Regions from separate parts of the Mus musculus genome. Here all the other regions are linked to region 1. Evidence: chromatin contacts called from public HiChIP or PLAC-seq data. All regions are on one chromosome and are shown on one strand. Each heading gives the region's core, a stretch centred on a gene start, on an enhancer-like site or on the middle of the called end of the contact. The rest is flanking DNA. Distances are from core to core; before and after follow the strand shown.

Evidence for each region. HiChIP or PLAC-seq counts read pairs in DNA pulled down with a chosen protein or histone mark.
Region 2: a contact with region 1 is called in an H3K27ac HiChIP or PLAC-seq map of SST interneurons, with 11 times the contacts expected there. The contact joins two enhancer-like sites. A contact is called at or near these places in 2 of 484 Hi-C or Micro-C datasets (cortical neurons and frontal cortex) and 2 of 115 datasets of contacts at active chromatin or transcription factors (the NIH/3T3 cell line and SST interneurons).
Region 3: a contact with region 1 is called in an H3K27ac HiChIP or PLAC-seq map of SST interneurons, with 7 times the contacts expected there. The contact joins two enhancer-like sites. A contact is called at or near these places in 1 of 15 datasets of contacts at CTCF or cohesin (the NIH/3T3 cell line), 1 of 484 Hi-C or Micro-C datasets (frontal cortex) and 2 of 115 datasets of contacts at active chromatin or transcription factors (the NIH/3T3 cell line and SST interneurons).
Region 4: a contact with region 1 is called in an H3K27ac HiChIP or PLAC-seq map of embryonic fibroblasts, with 7 times the contacts expected there. The contact joins two enhancer-like sites.
Region 5: an H3K27ac HiChIP or PLAC-seq map of embryonic fibroblasts shows a contact between it and region 1, with 8 times the contacts expected there. The contact joins two enhancer-like sites. A contact is called at or near these places in 1 of 15 datasets of contacts at CTCF or cohesin (the NIH/3T3 cell line) and 3 of 115 datasets of contacts at active chromatin or transcription factors (the NIH/3T3 cell line, SST interneurons and embryonic fibroblasts).
Region 6: a contact with region 1 is called in a CTCF HiChIP or PLAC-seq map of the NIH/3T3 cell line, with 5 read pairs. The contact joins two enhancer-like sites. A contact is called at or near these places in 1 of 15 datasets of contacts at CTCF or cohesin (the NIH/3T3 cell line), 1 of 484 Hi-C or Micro-C datasets (nephron progenitors) and 1 of 115 datasets of contacts at active chromatin or transcription factors (the NIH/3T3 cell line).

Annotation. Positions count from the first base shown.
Region 1 is chr11:57,139,129-57,142,183 of GRCm38.p6, reverse strand. The region is part of intron 2 of Gria1 (glutamate receptor, ionotropic, AMPA1 (alpha 1)); the gene reads right to left. Among named protein-coding and RNA genes, the nearest start is that of Gria1, 130 kb to the right of the region's middle. Within about 2 kb of position 1,568, at least 36 of the 459 cell types and tissues checked have an H3K27ac peak or open chromatin away from gene starts, as enhancers often do. A contact at or near this core is called in the NIH/3T3 cell line, SST interneurons and embryonic fibroblasts, where this site is marked.
Region 2 is chr11:56,145,261-56,148,315 of GRCm38.p6, reverse strand. No RefSeq gene overlaps it. Among named protein-coding and RNA genes, the nearest start is that of Gm46260, 27 kb to the right of the region's middle. Within about 2 kb of position 1,480, at least 4 of the 459 cell types and tissues checked have an H3K27ac peak or open chromatin away from gene starts, as enhancers often do. A contact at or near this core is called in SST interneurons, where this site is marked.
Region 3 is chr11:56,168,212-56,171,266 of GRCm38.p6, reverse strand. No RefSeq gene overlaps it. Among named protein-coding and RNA genes, the nearest start is that of Gm46260, 50 kb to the right of the region's middle. Within about 2 kb of position 1,461, at least 23 of the 459 cell types and tissues checked have an H3K27ac peak or open chromatin away from gene starts, as enhancers often do. A contact at or near this core is called in SST interneurons, where this site is marked.
Region 4 is chr11:56,306,896-56,309,950 of GRCm38.p6, reverse strand. No RefSeq gene overlaps it. Among named protein-coding and RNA genes, the nearest start is that of Gm32500, 120 kb to the left of the region's middle. Within about 2 kb of position 1,395, at least 10 of the 459 cell types and tissues checked have an H3K27ac peak or open chromatin away from gene starts, as enhancers often do. A contact at or near this core is called in embryonic fibroblasts, where this site is marked.
Region 5 is chr11:56,340,225-56,343,279 of GRCm38.p6, reverse strand. No RefSeq gene overlaps it. Among named protein-coding and RNA genes, the nearest start is that of Gm32500, 84 kb to the left of the region's middle. Within about 2 kb of position 1,424, at least 16 of the 459 cell types and tissues checked have an H3K27ac peak or open chromatin away from gene starts, as enhancers often do. A contact at or near this core is called in SST interneurons and embryonic fibroblasts, where this site is marked.
Region 6 is chr11:56,372,183-56,375,237 of GRCm38.p6, reverse strand. No RefSeq gene overlaps it. Among named protein-coding and RNA genes, the nearest start is that of Gm32500, 52 kb to the left of the region's middle. Within about 2 kb of position 1,492, at least 28 of the 459 cell types and tissues checked have an H3K27ac peak or open chromatin away from gene starts, as enhancers often do. A contact at or near this core is called in the NIH/3T3 cell line, where this site is marked.

The sequences.
Region 1 (3,055 bases), core at 319-2,818:
TGTGGTAGAATCATCATTGTGGTTTGATTGGAACAGGCTTATTAGTAATTAATAGATAGAGGTTGGTAGATTTCTTGATGAACATTTAACATTATTTCATTGAGTGACTGTGGGTAAAGCCCTAACTATGTGCTGTTTGCTGTTTCTTCTACTTTTTAATTTAGGTGTATATGCATTGTGGGGTGTGTGTGTGTGTGTGTGTGTGTGTGTGTGTGTGTGTGTGTGTGTAAAGAGGGCATCAGATCTCTGTGAGCTGAAGGTACGGGAGGTTGTAAGCTTCCTGACATGGTTGCTGGGAACCGAATATGGACACTCTGTTAGAACAGCAAGCACTCTTTTTTTTTTAAGTAATTTTTTTATTGCGTATTTTCCTCAATTACATTTCCAATGCTATCCCAAAAGTCCCCCATACCCCCCCCCCCGTACTCCCCTACCCACCCATTCCCACTTTTTGGCCCTGGAGTTCCCCTGTACTGGGGCATATAAAGTTTGCGTGTCGAATGGGCCTCTCTTTCCAGTGATGGCCTACTAGGCCATCTTTTGATACATATGCAGCTAGAGTCAAGAGCTCTGACACCATTGCATACACTAGCAAGCGTTTGCTGAAAGGACCCTGATATAACAGCAAGCACTCTTAAGGTGTCAGACATCGCTGCGGTCTCAACTTGTTAATCTTGTTCTTTCTCCAGCTTTCTCGTGGCAGCCAACAAACTATCTGCTCGGAAGGTTGGATGGGTCATCAACCAAGAAATTTACATTTAAAGTCCAATTTTACTACTTAGCAATCAGCATGTAGTTTTCAGTGTTTATTATAATGAATTTTTGTGATGCTCTTAAGAAAAGGGAGATTTCAGCCTTCTTGAGGGGTCAAATGAACGGACCTGAAATGAGTTCTGCAACTTCCTAGCCATGCAATGTTGAGTGAGTGAGAGCCTTACCAGCAGTGGACAGACTTACACATGCTTGCACATACTTACAGTCAGCCATCAGACTGAGGTCTCAGACACCTATGCATGAGTTAGGGGAAGGATTAAAGGACCTGAAGGGGATGGCAATCCCATAGGAAGACCAACAGCACCAAGTAGCCTGGACATGTGTAGCAGAGGACTGACTACCTTGTCTGGCACCAATGGGAGAGGATTCGCCTAATCCTGTAGAGATTCGATACCCTAGAGAAGGAGGGATGCCTGGGGCGGGGGCTGCTCTCTCAGAGGTGAAGGGGAGAGAGGATGGGGTGAAGAACTTTGAGAGGGGGAACATTGAGGGTGTAAATAAAAAACAATTTAAAAAGATCCCTTAGTTTCTTGAACATATTCATATATATCTGTGGAAAAAGTGACACGTGCTAAACACGTGCTTCATAGGAGAGGGATGTGTATGTCTACAATCTAGAGACCTAGGAAGGTGATGGCTGATGCAATGGGTAGGATCAAGACCACAGAGCTGGATGGCAAAGGTAGACCACAGTGAATATTTTCTAAGAAAAAAGCCAGTTGCTGATGACACACAGTGTCTTTGGGGCCTCATAGGCTTCCCGGTGCTAAGGAGAGAGGAACGATGTAAATGCTCTCAGCTGCCTGGAATGCTAAAGGGTTTTCGATTCCATGATGACTAACAGCAAGAAGAGGCAGTTTCTGGGAAAAGCAGAAAGGAAACAAAGAAGTAGAGCGGGGTGGGGGCTGGGAGTGAGTGGGGCGGGGGAGGAAAGCAGGACTCATAGCCTAGGAACAAAACACCGACTACTCCCCCCAGATCCAGACTGGTGCCCATCACATCATGTGCGTAGGCGTGTCTGATACGCACACACTGATTTTTGTAGGAACCTGAGGTGTGGAGGGAGGCGTCTTTCTGCAGAAGACAAATAAGACTAATGGACTGAAAGTACAGAGGGGGAGAAACACTCTGTCAGTCACTTTGGTTAAATGTGTGATGGCTGTGTTCGAAGATGCTTCCAGAACTGCTCCTGCCAGCGCACCGTCCTCAGCCACCTAGGCGCTTGCTTTGGTGCTGTCTTCTTGCAGGGGCTGCCTGGTGTGAATCAAAGAGAATCACATTAGGAAGAGACTGGCTGAGACAGCATGGTCTGGAACAAAAAATTTCACTGAGAGATGGAGATGGAAAGAAAAAAAGAGTTTAGTCCCCAAAGGAGGACTGACGGCAGGAATACTAATTTGCTGCAGCCTTCCTCAGCCAAAGAGTAGTGACTTCCTTGAAATTCAGATGCACACAAGACCATGAGGATCCTAAATAAGCCACTGCTCGTTGAGTCCAAGAGTTCTCTTTTGCAGCTGAAGGAATGGGGCTGATATTTAGGGATTTAGAAAGAAGGAATGTACAGGGTCCAACTGCAAATGTTTCCATGCTAATACCATACCTGGGAAGTTGTTTTGGGTTCTGCCATGTGAGGTTGCTATGTGAGGAAGCTTGCAGGGGATGCTGGGAGTTGGGGTGGGCATTCTCCTTGGTGCAGAGAGAGGGAAGGTATCCCCTTATGGTTTATGAAAGGTTCTTTTCTTCTGAGGAAGTATTAACCAGCCATTTGTCTTGTTCTCTTACCTGTTATCCTGTTTGTCAGTGGTTCAATAAGCCTTGTCTGTATTAAGGCCTGCAGATACTAGGTGGTGTGGACCCTAGGCTATTTAGGGTGCTTAACACAACCTTCTTAATGAAATATTCACGATGAATTACAGGGCATATCCCAATTATCCATTTACACCTAAAGACATATAGGCTGTGGAAGAATAGCTTGCACAAGGCTTCAGCTTGCAGGAACTTAGATGCAAGTCTGAGTCATAAGGCTAAGTGCCCTGGACCATGTTTTCTTATCTATAATATGAGAATGACCAATCACCTCCTCTTCAAAGTCTCATATTTCCAAAACTCCCCCAGGAGGACCATCAGCGAGGCCACTACTATTTCTGAATCTTTCAGGGCTGGGGATGGAGCTCTGGGCTCCATAGGCTCTGGGCTGAATAGGTTAGCACTCCACCACAGGCTAGCACGTTACCACAGAGTGCTATCTGCAGCCCTTAGCGTTTCTGTTTTGCATACTTTC
Region 2 (3,055 bases), core at 231-2,730, 990 kb after region 1:
CTGCACTCATTGTTCTGAGGCATCCAGGTTGTAGGGAATGGACAGCTATTAATTCTGTTTCTCCCTCATTATTTAAAAGAATAACGCCCCTCCGTGATCTTTAATCTTCTAATGCCACTCTTTATTTCAAAACTACGTTCACATTAGTTTTAACATCTACCTCTCCCAGCAGAGTGTGCCCTTTATGAAAACAGGGTTGGTTATGACTTTCAGAGACTATCTACCATCCAGAACAGAAGTCTCCATAAATATTGAACAAATGGATTAAACACTGCCTATTGGAAATAGTGAGATGGCTCAGTGGGAAAAGTGTTTGCTGAGATCCTGACTTCCATCTCCAAGAATCACATGGTAGAAGAAGAAACTTAACAAGAATTTGTGTGTTATCCAATTCATGTCAACACTTGACATTCTCTTGTTTTAAAACCCTGCCTCATAAAGCTCTTAGTACGTCATTCTAAGATACCTCGTTACTTGACATCTAGGATCTCCAATTCATCCTCCCTCCTTATATCTGTAGCTTCTAATACAACCCTTTTGACAATCTCATTCCCATCTAGGATCACACAGCTCCCTCTGCCTGCTGTGATCCGAGTATCTGTTTCTGACTTTACACAGCAGCCAAGAATAGTGTAGACTTTTGAAAAGATATCTATGAGCACTTAAGGATTAACATAGACAGAATGAATTAATTGATGCTGAAGAGATGGATCAGAAGTTTTTGTTCTTCCAGAGGATCCAAGTTCAGTTCACAAACCCTGAGTTGGCTGATTGCCACCACCTGTAACTCCAGTCTACAAGGGTTCTGGTGCCTCTCTTCTGGCCTCCATAGGCACTACACTTGTGTAGCACACACACACACACACACACACACACAGAGAGAGAGAGAGAGAGAGAGAGTTGTACAGTGATTAAAATCCTTTAAGAATATGTTGTTTTGAGGCCAGATAGTAGGTGGTAGTTAAGTTTCTTGGCATAACAAAATAAAATGTATGCCTTTCATCAAGCCTCCTGCAGTCTGTATTTTAAAAAGACACTAGGCATGTTTAAGAATTAAGTAGTCTACAATATAAAGAGTACACTCTGGGTGACCAAAAACTTGGATATTGTTCTCAGTTCTACTACTGGGACTTTGCAATTCCCCAGTTTTCAAGTCCCCCTGCCCTTCTTCTTCAAGAGTTACAAATTCTGTTGTTAGTAAAAGAGGTGAACATCTTTGTGGATACAGAATTGAGGCTGGTGCTGCTGACTGTCACATCACCCCTCTGACAGCATGGTATAGGGCCATGTAATGCACTGATTCCATGTGTCAGAAGCAATATGGTTAATGAAAGCTCCTCTCTCAGGACATGGCATGTTCCACGTGAGCTGTCGGAAGGAGGGTTTACATAATGAAATGTACTGGTGCAGAGCAAAGCCATCTGGAACAGCCTGCTTCCCCTTTGGGCCGCATGCAGCTGGGGAGTCCTTAGGAGAGGACAGAAGAAAGATGTATTCTATCCCTGTGAGCAGGGAGCTATGGGAATGAGCTAATGCCACTGAGCAGGTTGAGATCAGCGGTCTGATTTCGATTAGCAGATGGAATGCTGTCTGCTGAATCTTTGTTGGAAGGGGGACCTCCTAAACTCTACTCTGTCTCTATCAGTAAATCATCCCAATGCCAATTATCATCTTCCCTTGGCCCAAAGATCGGCTTGTTCAGAACCCCAGATTGGACTCCAGTGCTCAAATCCATAAGCAGTTTTTGAGTGGGCATATAAAACACGTGAGTCCAAACACAGAGCATTTTTCTGTACAGTTCTGAGGTCTAGGGGTCAGGGGAATGAATAAGCAGTTGCAAACACTTGCTCTTCTCATAAAAGACTGGAGTTCAGTTCCCAACATCCCTGTCAAGTGATTCACAACCTGTAACTCCAGCTTCAGGGGCTCAGTGCCTCATTCTGACCTGTGTGAGCAAGTGTACTTGTGTGTGCAGATACACATACACTTAACAATTTTATTTTATTTTATTTTATTTTTTAGTTCTCAACTTCTGTAGTCTATAAAAATAATATAACATTTAAAAATGTGATACCTTATGCATTCATATTTGATTATACTCTTTTTTAAAAAAATTTTTTTATTATTACGTATTTTCCTCAATTACATTTAGAATGCTATCCCAAAAGTCCCCCATACACCCCCCCACTTCCCTACCCACCCATTCCTATATTTTGGCCCTGGCATTCCCCTGTACTGGGGCATATAAAGTTTGTGTGTCCAATGGGCCTCTCTTTCCAGTGATGGCCGACTAGGCCATCTTTTGATACATATGCAGCTAGAGTCAAGAGCTCCGGGGTACTGGTTAGTTCATAATGTTGCACCTACAGGGTTGCAGATCTCTTTAGCTCCTTGGATACTTTCTCTAGATCCTCCATTGGGGGCTCTGTGATCCATCCAATAGCTGACTGTGAGCATCTACTTATGTGTTTGCTAGGCCCCAGCATAGTCTCACAAGAGACAGCTATATCAGGGTCCTTTCAGCAAAATCTTGCTAGTGTATGCAATGATGTCATCGTTTGGAGGCTAATTATAGGATGGATCTCTGGATATGGCAGTCTCTAGATGGTCCATCCTTTTGTCTCAGCTCCAAACTTTGTCTCTGTAACTCCTTCCATCACTTAACAATTTTAAATAAAACAATCTGGGGGTTCAAGTTCTTGTCCATCTCCACATTCCAGAATTCAATTACAAGGTACCTCACTGCTGACACCACTAAGACAAAACTTACACAGAACAGGATTGAAGTGTCCTGACACTCAGTCCTGTGCCTTTCTGCTACTGTATATTACTTAATATGTCGGGCAGTGGGTGTAGGGAAATAAAGGCAGTGGGAGAAAACCTGTGTCCCGTCAGAGTTCCAGTGCTCTGGGCAGGCATACTCTGAGGACTGCCACACGCTCTCCACACGTCCCAAGGTGAGTTTCTGGCTGTGGGAAGCCACAGACCCCAGCCCACAGAGGGGTGGACAAGGGGCAGTTGGAGGTCTTAGGGCCTCATGGAGGCCAGATATAAT
Region 3 (3,055 bases), core at 212-2,711, 970 kb after region 1:
GGCTGACCAGGCTCCAAGTTTACCTACTCATAGGCTGACCACAGGTTTCTCTGTACAGTCCTGGGTTGCTGTTTTCTGCCCTGTAAAAGAGTGGCCATGTTTATTACAGAGCGATCCACAATAGCTAAACTATGAAATTAGCCTTTGGAGCTCATCAGAGAATGTGGGGATCAGATTTGGTACATAGACACAGGGGACTTTTTGCTCAGCCACAAAGAAGAATGAAATTTTCTCATTAGCAGGAAAATGGATGGAACTGAAGGTTCATGCTACATGAAATAAGCAAGACCTGCAGAGACAAATACCACAGGTTTTCCTCCTGTGCTTGGAATCTGGGAAACGAAAACAAAATGGATAAGAAACTACAGAAAGAAATACTAGGGAATAAAATGCTTCCTTGTTTTCAGTTTTTATTTTTAATTTCATAAGTCTGCGTGCATGTTTTCCTTGGAGGCCAAAAGAGGGCATCAGATCCCCTGGAGCTGGAGTGGTTGGTGGTTGTAAGAGAGAGGGAAGCAAGTAATGATGTCAGTAGAAGGATGGCTACAGAGATAATTCAAAATTCAAGCCCATGTATGTGTAAATAACATTATGTAGTCTCTTAAGAGATAGAGGGAGGGAGAGAGAGAGGGAGAGAGAGAGAGAGAGAGAGAGAGAGAGAGAGAGAGAGAGAGAGAGAGAATGAGCAATATTCGATATGACTTTGAAGCTATCTACTACATTTCTTGGCCAGAACCTTAGGTACCACATACCTATTAGTTCTCTATTTTCATTTTGGGGATAGAATTCTCAGCTTCTGTTGCTGCCCAGCAAGGTCCTAAACCTATGACTTCAAAAGACCCTCATCCCTCATCCCTCATCCCTCATCCCTCATCCCTCATCCTTCATCCCTCATCCCTCATCTACTCCCAAGGACTCCTGGGATCATGAGTATAAGCAGATGCCTCCAGTTTGTCCTGTAACCTGACTTGAGGGATATTATGTTCATTCTCCTTAGCTGTGCCATGCTTTAAAAATGAGCTGGGAATATTTCTCAGTCTGTCACCTGAATTACAGTAACTCCTCATCCAGGGATGCCGTGCTTCCCCAAACATAAGCACTAATTACAGCCAGCTCCAAGGTACACATCCCATTACCCTTCCCTGCTCTCTAAGCCACTGGTATCCCTCTGCAAACAGGATCCAAAGAGCAGGAATTAGCTATGGAAAGCAGAAGGTAGACACTGGCGAGGGCTGAGGGCTGTAGAGCTCAGGAAGGAAGGAGTGAGCCGCTGACCTTTTCGGACACAATAGATGCAGATTGATGCCTTCAGTGTTTTTCCTTCCTAAGTCCGTATTTACTAGAAGTTGTTCTCGGGCCATGATTAGACACACTGCTCGCAGTTCCTCCCAGTTAACAAGCCCAGCAATCAGTTCTTAAGAGAATCTGATTGCCACATTGTGAAGGCCTGAATCCTCCAGATGGCTGCTCGCTGATACTTGGGTTCTCTCCAGGTCCGAGCCAGCTCTCCTTGCTCGCCCACAGCAGTGTGTGCTAGGCTCGCCCAGCAATATTGGTAAGCACCCTTTGTCTAGCAGTTGCTACAATCTGCAGTCTATGTTTCTTGCCTCCAGTGAACAACACAGGGGCGTTCTCAGATGTCGACTCCACTGTTCACATACATTTCAGTTTCCTCTGAGCTGTCACCAACCTACTCAATAAGCTCTTTCATATAAGTCAACAGCAAGAAAATCATCCTTGTTAGACCCTAAGAGTCCCAAATGCGGCATCTTTTCTTCTAGTCCGGGGACTGAGAGCTTCTTGTGAGTCGTTATTACTGCTTTATTTAAACTACCATCATCATGATTAGAGTGTCAGTGCAGAGAGGAGAGAGAAAAATACCTAGGAACTGCCATTGGTGAGGCTTAGAGTTGTAGAGGAGAGAACTGTTGTTGGGCTTTTAGTGAAAATCACTGTTTTTTCTGATCTCAGCAGGGACAAAAATAATATCAGAAACCACAGTGTCTGTACTTTGAATGCAATCATGCATCCTATTATGAAACCAAAAATGGACAGCGCCAACATTCTACCCCAGAACCTTAGATCCACGGGGGTCAATGAGACCCCATCCCCTCCCTTCAGCTTCTTCCACTTTATGATGGGATTGGCTTCTCCTTTGGGTTTTATAAAGCATCTCTTTATTTTAATGTTTTACCAGGGTCTAGAGAGATGGCCCAGCATATAGGACTGCCCACTGCTGTTGCAGAGCACCCAAGTTCTGTTCCCAGTACTCATATCAAGTGGCTCACAGCTACCTCTAATTCTAATTCCAGAGTATCATATGGATGCTGTCTTCTGACCTCTGCAAGTACCATTCAGTCACACACACACACACACACACACACACACACACACACACGCACACAATAAAAAGTTAAATCTTCTTTGAAAGGAGTATGGGGACCTGAGTTTATGTATGAGGACCAAGCACACATACGTGTCCATGAAGACCAGAAAAGAACATTGTATCCCCTGGAGCTAGAGCTATAGACAGTTGTGAGCTCCCCCATGCATGCTGGGAAACAAACCCATATGCTTTATGAAAGCTTCCAGTGTTCTTGAAAGATAAGCAACCTCTCCAGTCCCCAAAAATAAATCTTTAAAAAAATTATTAGTCTATATTCATTATACAAAGCAGTGAGCTTCATAATGACATTTACAGTCAAAATTACCTCCTTTTTTTAACATTTTCTTTAAAAAAAAGGCCCATCTGCACTGGATTTCCGGTTCCAAACATTACAGAATTGCTTAGTACATCCTCAGACCATTTCTGTAACACAATCTAAGCTACCCGCCAAGGAAGGAAGCTTTGATTCACTCTGAAAACCAACCTTTGCCCACAGCAGTAAGTCAGGACGGATCCTTAGGTCCTGAACTGGGCATTCACATCACCTGACATGAATCTGCGTGTGAACACAGTCAAAAGAGAATAGCCTCAGATCTGGTGTTATTACCAGGTCACCAAAAAAAGCTCAATTAAAGGTGACTTCTCCTTCCTCTATAAAGAGACGAACGT
Region 4 (3,055 bases), core at 146-2,645, 830 kb after region 1:
AATCCAACTGCATTGTAACCAAACATGTTCAAGGTTTGAATCATTTAGTAAAATAATAAATTTTTAAATGTTAGATTGCATTGCAGAGAGCTTCTTGGCATCAGTGGCTCTGATAAGAGTATCACATGCATTATCTTGTTTTTGTAACTACAGACTGGCAGTTAATATTTATCTCTATTGTGCAGAAGAACAAACTGAAGGTCAGAGCAGATCTGAATCATTTCTAGGTACCCAGCTGAGCTGTGGTAAGGGAGTCTATCTGTCTGTCTCTATCCTACTGACTTATATGTGTGTATGCATGTGTGTGGTGCGGGGAGTGATGGACATATAGACATGTACACTGTTAATGGAATTTGGGGCTCCTGGGGAAAGACCACAGAGTCCATTCAATTATAATTAAGAGATTTATTGATTAGCTGCTAGCAGGAGCATAGTCTCTGAGTCAGATTTGAGATTGCTATATACGAGGGGTATGGGGAAGGGTCTTTTTAAAGGTGAAAACCACGAGACCTTTGATATGTATGCAAGCAAGCCTCGCCCCCACCCCACACACCCACACCCACACACAAAAAAAATGGTCTGTTCTGCCAATTTTAAGTGGTTGAGGTGAGTCAAGAGATGATCACAGCTATATATTTCTGGGTGGGGGGTCACTGAGTCAGGGTTACTTAGAACTTAACCTCCAGAGACTGAAGTCAGAGATAAATGGCCAGGGCTTACCAAGATGGCTGCTTAGCATGAAATGAAGTTTCCTTAGCCATCACAGCACATAGTGGTTTTCCTCAGATGCAGAGGCCTATAACTTGTCAAGTCAGCTGGGCTGGCTGGCCTGAGGGATCAGGCACCTACCTACCTCTGCTTTCCCAGAGCTGGGATTTACTAGTATGTAGCACCATACCCAGATTTTCATTGTGAGTTCTGGAAATTAAACTCAGGTCCTAATGTTTTCACAGTTAACCTTTTACTGACTGGGCTATCTCCCCAACCCTTCCTCCCTACCCACTCATAGTCTACCAATGTCTGTGGTCTGGCTTATCACACAGTCATCATATGTGCTGATGGCTGGAAAAACACAACACAAGGAAAAGATCATTACACACTGCCCACACCATGCTTATGTCCTGACTATGCAGCTAACTGGATTTCTTATTAAGCTGCTTCCCTCTGCACTCCTTCATGATTTAAGGCTGTGCGGAAGAAGCGGATAAGGTAAAATTTCCCCATCCTTTCTTGACCAGGAACTGGCCTAAAATTATTTAGCAAACTGAATAAAATAATTCACACTAAGCACTGAATTTGAATGGCCATCTTCCCATCTTCTTTTCATGGTTATTTGCATTTTCCAAAAGGAAGCACTTACATGAGCACGTGACCAGATAATTGAAGCAATTAGAACTACACAATCAGGAGGAGACCAGGCAACTAGAAATCAAGCCTTCAGAGATCTTATCCCACCTCCTGTGGCCGTCTTTGCCTACTTTGCCCTTTCTCTAACTTTTCTCCAATTTTTTCATATTGTGGAATTGTCCAGCTAAAGAGTCTTCTAGACATACGTCAAATATAAGGAATGCTCGAGAGAAATATGAAATGTAATAATCCAAAGCTATAAGCAGACTCTCCGTTATGAGAAACACCTGTGTAAACTCGAAGACCTTTACCCTCAGCCATGCTGTTTACTGCCTGGTATGTGTTTTTAGCCCAGTGTCAATGACAACAGGGATGGCCTGCTTTGAACTACTAGGTAACACAATCGCTTTAGAAGATCTGACTGCAATATCCTTGTGCATCTCTGAGGAAGAGCAGAGGCGTTGTGAGCTGACACTGTGTGGCCAGCCTAGTCTCTTCGCTAAGGGAGAAAGACTTCACTGTGGCATGGATCTCAGACCAAGTCTCTCATCGTATGCTGGGATAAATTAACTACTTTCAATCTCTTCATCAAGCCTCAGTTCCTGTAAGTGTGTGTGTGTGTGTGTGTGTGTGATGTAATGTATGCATACAACTGTGTGTATATGTGTTATGTGTATACCTGTGTGCATAAAAATGTTTGTGGAAGCCAGAGTTTGAAGTCAAGTGCCTGCTCCTATCATGCCCCCCCTTATTTTTAAGACATTATTATCAGTATTATCAGTATCAATATTATTTGCATGTAGATTTGTGAGTGAGCAGATACTGGTAGAAACCACAAGAGGGCGTCCAATTCCCTGAACCTAGAGTTACAGATGGTGGTGAGTCACTATATGGGTACCCGGAACTAAACTCAGGTCCTCTATAGGAACACACTCTGAACGGCTGAGGAATGAATCTCTTCAGACATTTCATCTTATTTTTTAAGACACAGTCTCTCGCTGACCCTAGAGAGTTTTGGGCTAGGAAGCTCCAGGGATGGACCTGTCTCTCCTCCCCAACACTGGAAGCTTTTTTATCTGACTTTTTTGGTATCTAACTCATGTCCTTGTCCTTGCATGGCAACCACTTCACCAGATGAGCTGTCTCCCCAGTCCTACCAGTGTAGTTTTTTAAAAAGTCAAAGAGAAGTAATATATAGTGTTTAAGAGCTTAACCTTGAACATGAGCCAGGCCAGGTCTGTAATTGCTCTATCTGGAACTAGGTGGAGGTGCCTTTGAGAATTATTGCCTTGGCTTAAGGTTGAGTTCCCTCGTGATGAAGTAGTAGGGGCTGTGATGGGTGGCCAATGAGAGCGCCACCTTGTGGATTTGTGGTGAGCATCAAATGAGGTTTTATATTTAAAGCAGTCTGTTTAACAGCAATGGTATTTGGCATATTAAATCCTGTTTGGTGCCTTCTGTAGTTGCCCACACATTTCATTTTCCTTCTCACAAATAAAATTACATAAAATAACATGAGCTTAACGCTTGATGGACTCTGTACTGTGAACATCTCCAATTGAAGACCAGACCGGAGGAGTGGTATCAGACATTATATATTTGGGGGCTGTTTCTAGAATTTACTTTATTGTCTGGGATCAAAGACCCTCTTTCCTTTGTGGCCCTTTAAGTAATATAAGAGTGCATCTAAAAAGACAGATCTGTGTGT
Region 5 (3,055 bases), core at 175-2,674, 800 kb after region 1:
CTCTCTCTGCCATAATTATTTCCTTAAACGTCCGACCTCTACATCTGCCTGCTTCCACTCTGCACAGATCAGCACAGAACAAGCTTGTCTATAAAATCCCCAATGGTTCGTTCATCTCCATGTTAAATCCTTGCAGTGTAGGGCCAAAGACTTTCTGAAATCTCATCTCCCTCCTTGTTTTCATTCTCCGACTTGTCTATTAACTCTCCTGACTGCACCCAAGCAGGATGCTTTGTGATCTTCCAGACACTTCTATGTGCTTGCATCTTTACCTCTCCCTCCATTGCTGTCCTACAACTTCCTCATTACACACAAAGGCAAAGTCTACCTACCAATCATGGCCAAATTAAAATATTACTGCTCTAAATGGATCTTAAAAATCCCAGCTTAGGGATTTGAGAGGTGTGTCAGCTGTTAAGAGAACTTGCTGTTCTTCCAAAGGACTGAGTTCAATTTCCAATACCTACAAGGTGGCTGACAATCATCTATAATTCCAATTCCAGGGAATCTAATGACATCTTCTGACCTCTGTGGACAGGGCACACATAAATAATGCAAATACATACAAATACATACATGCTGGCAAAATGCCATATACATATAAAATACATAAGCCTACAAAAATAATCACTATTTAAACTTGGCTAGTTTACATAGCAACAGAACTGTGTCTTCTTTTTTTTTTTTTTTTTTTTTTTGGCTTTTTGAGATATGGTTTCTCTGTGTAGCCCTGGCTGTTCTGGAACTCACTTTGTAGACCAGGCTGGCTTTGAACTCAGAAATCCACCTGCCTCTGCCTCCCGAGTGCTGGGATTAAAGGCGTGCTCCACCACTCCCAGCATGAACTCTGTCTTCTGAAACAGCATTAATTCAAGATTCATCTAGATCCAGGTACCCAAATGACATTAGGAATCTGCATATAATTTACTAATTTATTACATGTATATGTGTATACATTTTTGATATATGTGTCTGTAGTATATGCACATACATGTGCTTATGGTCATTTCCATGCACTCACAGAGGCCAGAGAGTCACATCAGGTGTTCTCCTTAATCAGGCTCTCTTATTCCCTAGATACTGTCTTATATAGGGAACTTGGAGATGGGCTGGAAGCCAGCAAGCCCCAGCAATCCTCCTATCTCTACCTCTCGTGATGTTGGAGATACAGGCATGCACAAGCTGCTATACCTGGCTTTTGGCATGAATGCTAGGCTTTAAACTCATATCCTTATGCCTGCATAGTAAACTTTCATCCACTGAGCTGGTTGCCAAACCCCAGAAATCTGTATTTTTCCATCTCTTTGATTCTTCTACACTGAGTCACTCTGACTCACTTTCCCCTTTTGAGACATCTGGCTGCTGAGGGCTTTCAGGATGACCACATCTGCAAGATAATTTCCATAGCTGAACAGTATACTACCCTAACCAGCTGAGCAAAGTCTAATGTTGGGAATAGGGTTGATTCCACTCCTACTATACAGAGAGGAAGAGACAGTGGCTGCAGAAGAAAAAGCAGATCTTCCCAACATAAAGGGAAATTCATTGCATAGCACAAACCTGAGTGTGTCCCTCAATCTTCTCTTCTAGCTGGAAGTAATATCCTATTAAAACCCCCATGACTATGCCAAGTGCCTGTCTCTCACTTCACAGCCATCTCCACACACACATTTCATTTTCCCTGAGCCCTTTGAGATCCTAGAGAGGAGCAAAGCTCTGTTCGTTCTCTTTCCAACAGCCTGGCAGGATGTGTTAGTTTGTTTTGTTTATATTCTTCTCAATGTGGAAATAAAAATTGCATTGAACTTCCCTGAATCTCCTTCAAGCATACAGTATAATAAGTCATAGATAAGTTCTTTTCTCATGTTGAAGCTTTTTTGATTCTGCTATATAATCAAAGAGTCATTGAGTGGATGAATGGGTATACATATGAGAATATCAATTATCAACACTCAAATCCATCACTGGAATGTTCCCTTTAAATGCTGTCTGCTGGAGGATGGCTCCCCATGCTGGGCTGGTACAGCTGGAGTGCCTATGTACCCAGCTGTTTTCCAGTGCAACTTCCATGTGTGAGGGATCAAAGACACAGAGTGCTGTGAAGAGAAACCAATCAGAGCTTGCTTTATTCTCTCATGTGAGAGGACAGGCTTAAGACAGTGGAGCGATTAGACTCGGAGAATGTAAGAAATAAAGATGGTAGCTGTAAATAGCTGGAAAAGAATAAATCCTGCCAAAACCGCCGAAACGCTGGGTCACCTTGGTGGGTTATACTGACTATACACTTTTCCTTATTCTACTTTGCAACGCTCCTGCAAATTCCATTCATTCTCGCTCTTCTGTAAAAGGGGAATGATCCCAGGCTCAGAGAGAGATGAAAGGGTTTGCCGGGGGTGACTCAGTAACTGGGAAGATCTCCGGATTCCCACAAGGTTTTGTTCTGAATTCAAAGTTCAAACCATCAAGCCACTGCAATCGGAGGCACCTTATATCAGTGTGTTTACTTTGTCCTATAAATTTTGCACCCACATATTCCCCCTTTCTGAGTAAGGCAGAAAAAGAGTCCCCACTGGACACTTAAGCATTTCATAGAGTTGAAGGATCAGGCTGATCTGGATAGATCATGGGACTTGTCAAGGGGGGAAGGGGGGGCATAGTGACCAAGCTGACCCATAAACATGTCTCTGCATGAAATAGAACCCTAGTGTCTTAGGACTATGTGGTTTTGTTTGTGGTGACTTGGAACAGAAAATTATTGTTTGAAGCAGCTCAGGTGCAACCTGACCCTGACATCTTCTGCAAAGACTGCAGTCTCCTCAGAGAGGTCCAGGGTATGCTTTTGATCTGTGTGCTGTGGAGGGAATGGAATTTGAGAATCGGAAATCTGTACTTGCAGTGGCTCCTCCACAGACCAGAGCATGACCCCATCATATTTCCTGAAACTCTCTATCCCAATGATCAGCTTCTTCAGCTAAATAATCTCTAAAAATCAGCTCTCTCCATGTCACTGTATGGGATAAAATCATGTGGAGCATGGCATGAACAGCCAGGGACC
Region 6 (3,055 bases), core at 243-2,742, 770 kb after region 1:
CAGACCTGGGTTTGGTGACATTGGTGTGTCCTTAACACAGTTACCCTCAAAACCAAGATCCTCTAGGACTAATCAGCCACACAAGACCATGAAATTCCTCTTTAAATATAAGCTACTTAGAATGCAGAGTTCCTGTCATTTGTGATCAAAATAATCCTAAGAGGTGTATGATTTCCCAAAGCAGATGAAATTTAAGTAGATTTTAAAGACAGGTCTGTGGAAAGAGAAGCCAACTAGGCATGGAGAATAACCGATCCAACACATACTGGTTGGACCAGCATTGTTCATTTGTAGAGCTGCAGAGGGATGCTTGTTGTAGGCTGGTAAAGAGAAGACTGTTCAGCAGCATCAGCCTTCTGTTTTCTGAAAGCTAGTATCCCATATTCATGTCTGCTGACTTCACTATGACCACTTCACTGGAGCAAGAGTTAAAGTATGCCCCAGTGAATTGATGGAAAAGGAACAAAGCAAACAGGAAATGCTTTCACAGACAAATGAAAAATTCTGAGAGTAGCAAAGAAACAAAGCCAAACCTGCTGACTCCCCACACTGCATTAAAAGAACGGAGGGACGAGACTGATGTTAAAGGCTGTCCACTGGCTGACTCACTAATATTAGTGTCGTAAAACACGCACATTAAAAGTCTTCTGTGGGCAGATAAAATTTCATGAGTCATTCAGTGTTTACTCTGTGAGGGGTAATGAATCCAGCATCGAGTATGATAATCTTGATGTCAGCTCCCTCATGTGGCCAGGGGTCCTGGCAAGATGCTGAGGCTTCACGGGGCCAACACACTTCATGGGTGTCATAGCTAGAGATAGTTCACCTCATTTCTCTGATGCTGTTCCTCCTTCTACAATACTACCACTTCTACTCTGTATTCATCCTCATCATACCAGCCTTCAGGTCCTCTAAGGAATGCCACTTTCTCTGTAAAGCCTTCCCTTTCTCCCCAAGAAAGTCAAGTCTTGCTAGAGATTCACCTAGAAGATTACAGCCCCATTCTTTGAATAAACCTATTTGCAGTTCTTCTATTAGTGGAATGATAGATTGGCATATAGTGATCTTCTCCTTGGATCTTAAGCTCTGCAAAGGTAGAAACTGATCTCACCTGCTTGCTCCTTTATGTAACTCTCTCATGCATGCTGTCAGAACAGCGGAGCTCAAACAGGCCCTGGGTGTTCTCTAACTCAACCAGTTAAGCTAGATTAACTCCCTTGCAAACTGCCTGTCTGTAACTCTCTGTCTCTTTTCTAATCCATCTCTTCATCTTGTTATTTTTTTCCCCTAGCATTGGAAAATTACTGGCAATGTGAACATAATTGTGGAGAAATAGAAAGAATGACGCTTCTTCTCTGAAAGGGACAGAGATGATGGATTTACGAAAGATAAGCAAGCAAAATAATTTCAAAGGATGATTCATGCTGTGCAGAAAACTAGGTTATTGGGCTGGACACATGGAAGTAATGTTTCATCAGCTTAAAGTGGTTACCATGCAAACACAAGAACCTGATTTCGGTATCCAGAGTACACACGAATAAGCCTGGTGAGGTACAGGCTTGGAATCCCTGTGCTGGGTAGCTGGGGAGGGGTAGGAATCCCCAGGGGTCTCCCACCAGAGAGCCTAGTATTGTGCTATTTCTGTAAAAGTGAAAGCTTGTGTCTCAAAAACAAGGTGAAGCATTTCAAAGCCTCCTGTTCTCTGCACATTGACCAGTTGTAGGTTTCTGTTTACTTCCATCTATTTCAACAAGAAGCTCCTCTGAAAGGGTTGAGTTATGTACTAATGTATAATACAGTGATAAGTTACTAGGAGTAATTTTAATCTTTTGTCCATTTAGCAGAATGTTTTCTCCTAGATCCCATGACTTACCTAATAGTAGGTTTTGGACTTGCTGACAATGTCATGGCTGGGTTTTATCTCATGGAACAGTCCTTAAATTAAATCAGAGAGTGTTTTGGGGTTTTTTTGTATTTTTTTTACCCCTGTACCATTTAAACTTTTATTGCATCATGCCAGGCAAATTGTTATTGCCACTAGCAGTGTTCATAGTTAGGTGAGATGAAAGTTTATTTTTCTTCTTCAGTAGTGGGCACAACATTCTAAAACCATGAACACTGGCCAGCAGGGTTGACTCTTCCAGTTGACTGCTATCTAGAGTTCTCCATATCATAGAAGTCATGTATGTGGTGTCTTCAGCAATAGCATCTTGCCCACAATTTCTGGAGTTAATTGAGAGCATTGGCAATAGTCTGTACTGTTTAGAGGATCTATGGGACCCCACTGACCAACAATTCAAAAGGATGTAGCCCTTTCCTGTACTAGTGATTTTATTGATAGAATACGGTGTCTATTTGGAGTATTGTCACTCCATTTTAGAGTAATTCCATTTAAACTCTTCTTATCCATGTGGATGTGAATATTTTAGAAAGCTTCTACAGTTGTGGGTTTCAATATGGTCTTTTCCAAGTGCCTTTGTTACATATATGCAAAGCATCTAGCTCTGTCCTATGCATGTTCTCTGATTGGCAGTTCAGACTCTATGAGCCCCTATGGGCTCAGATTAGTTAATTCTGTAGGTTTTCTTGTAGTGTCCTTGGTAGGTTTTTCTAGCTCTTCTTAATGTTTGGCTGTTGGTCTCTGCAACAGTTTCCATCACTGCTTTGCCTAGCCTCAGTAGAAAAAGATGTGCCTAGTCTTATTGCAACTTGATATGCCAAGGTTGGTCTATATCCATGGAAGCCCCACTCCCTTTTTTGAGGAGGAGAAGAGGAGTGGGTGAAGTCAAGACAAGGGGAGAGGGAGGGACTGGGAGGAGGAGGGAGGGGAAGCTGTGATTGGGATGCAAAATAAATAAGAAACTTAATAAAAAAAATCAGGAAAAAGGTGCCTCTGTTATTTATTCCTCACCATTTTCCATCTTTACATTCCCTCCCATCCTTCACCACCTTTAATCTTAACTATTCCCTTCTTCCCTCTCTTCCTTTACAACACTCTACATCCCCTTCCTATATCCCCTTCCTAGCAGATATCTCCCTCTCCCATAGCATGGTG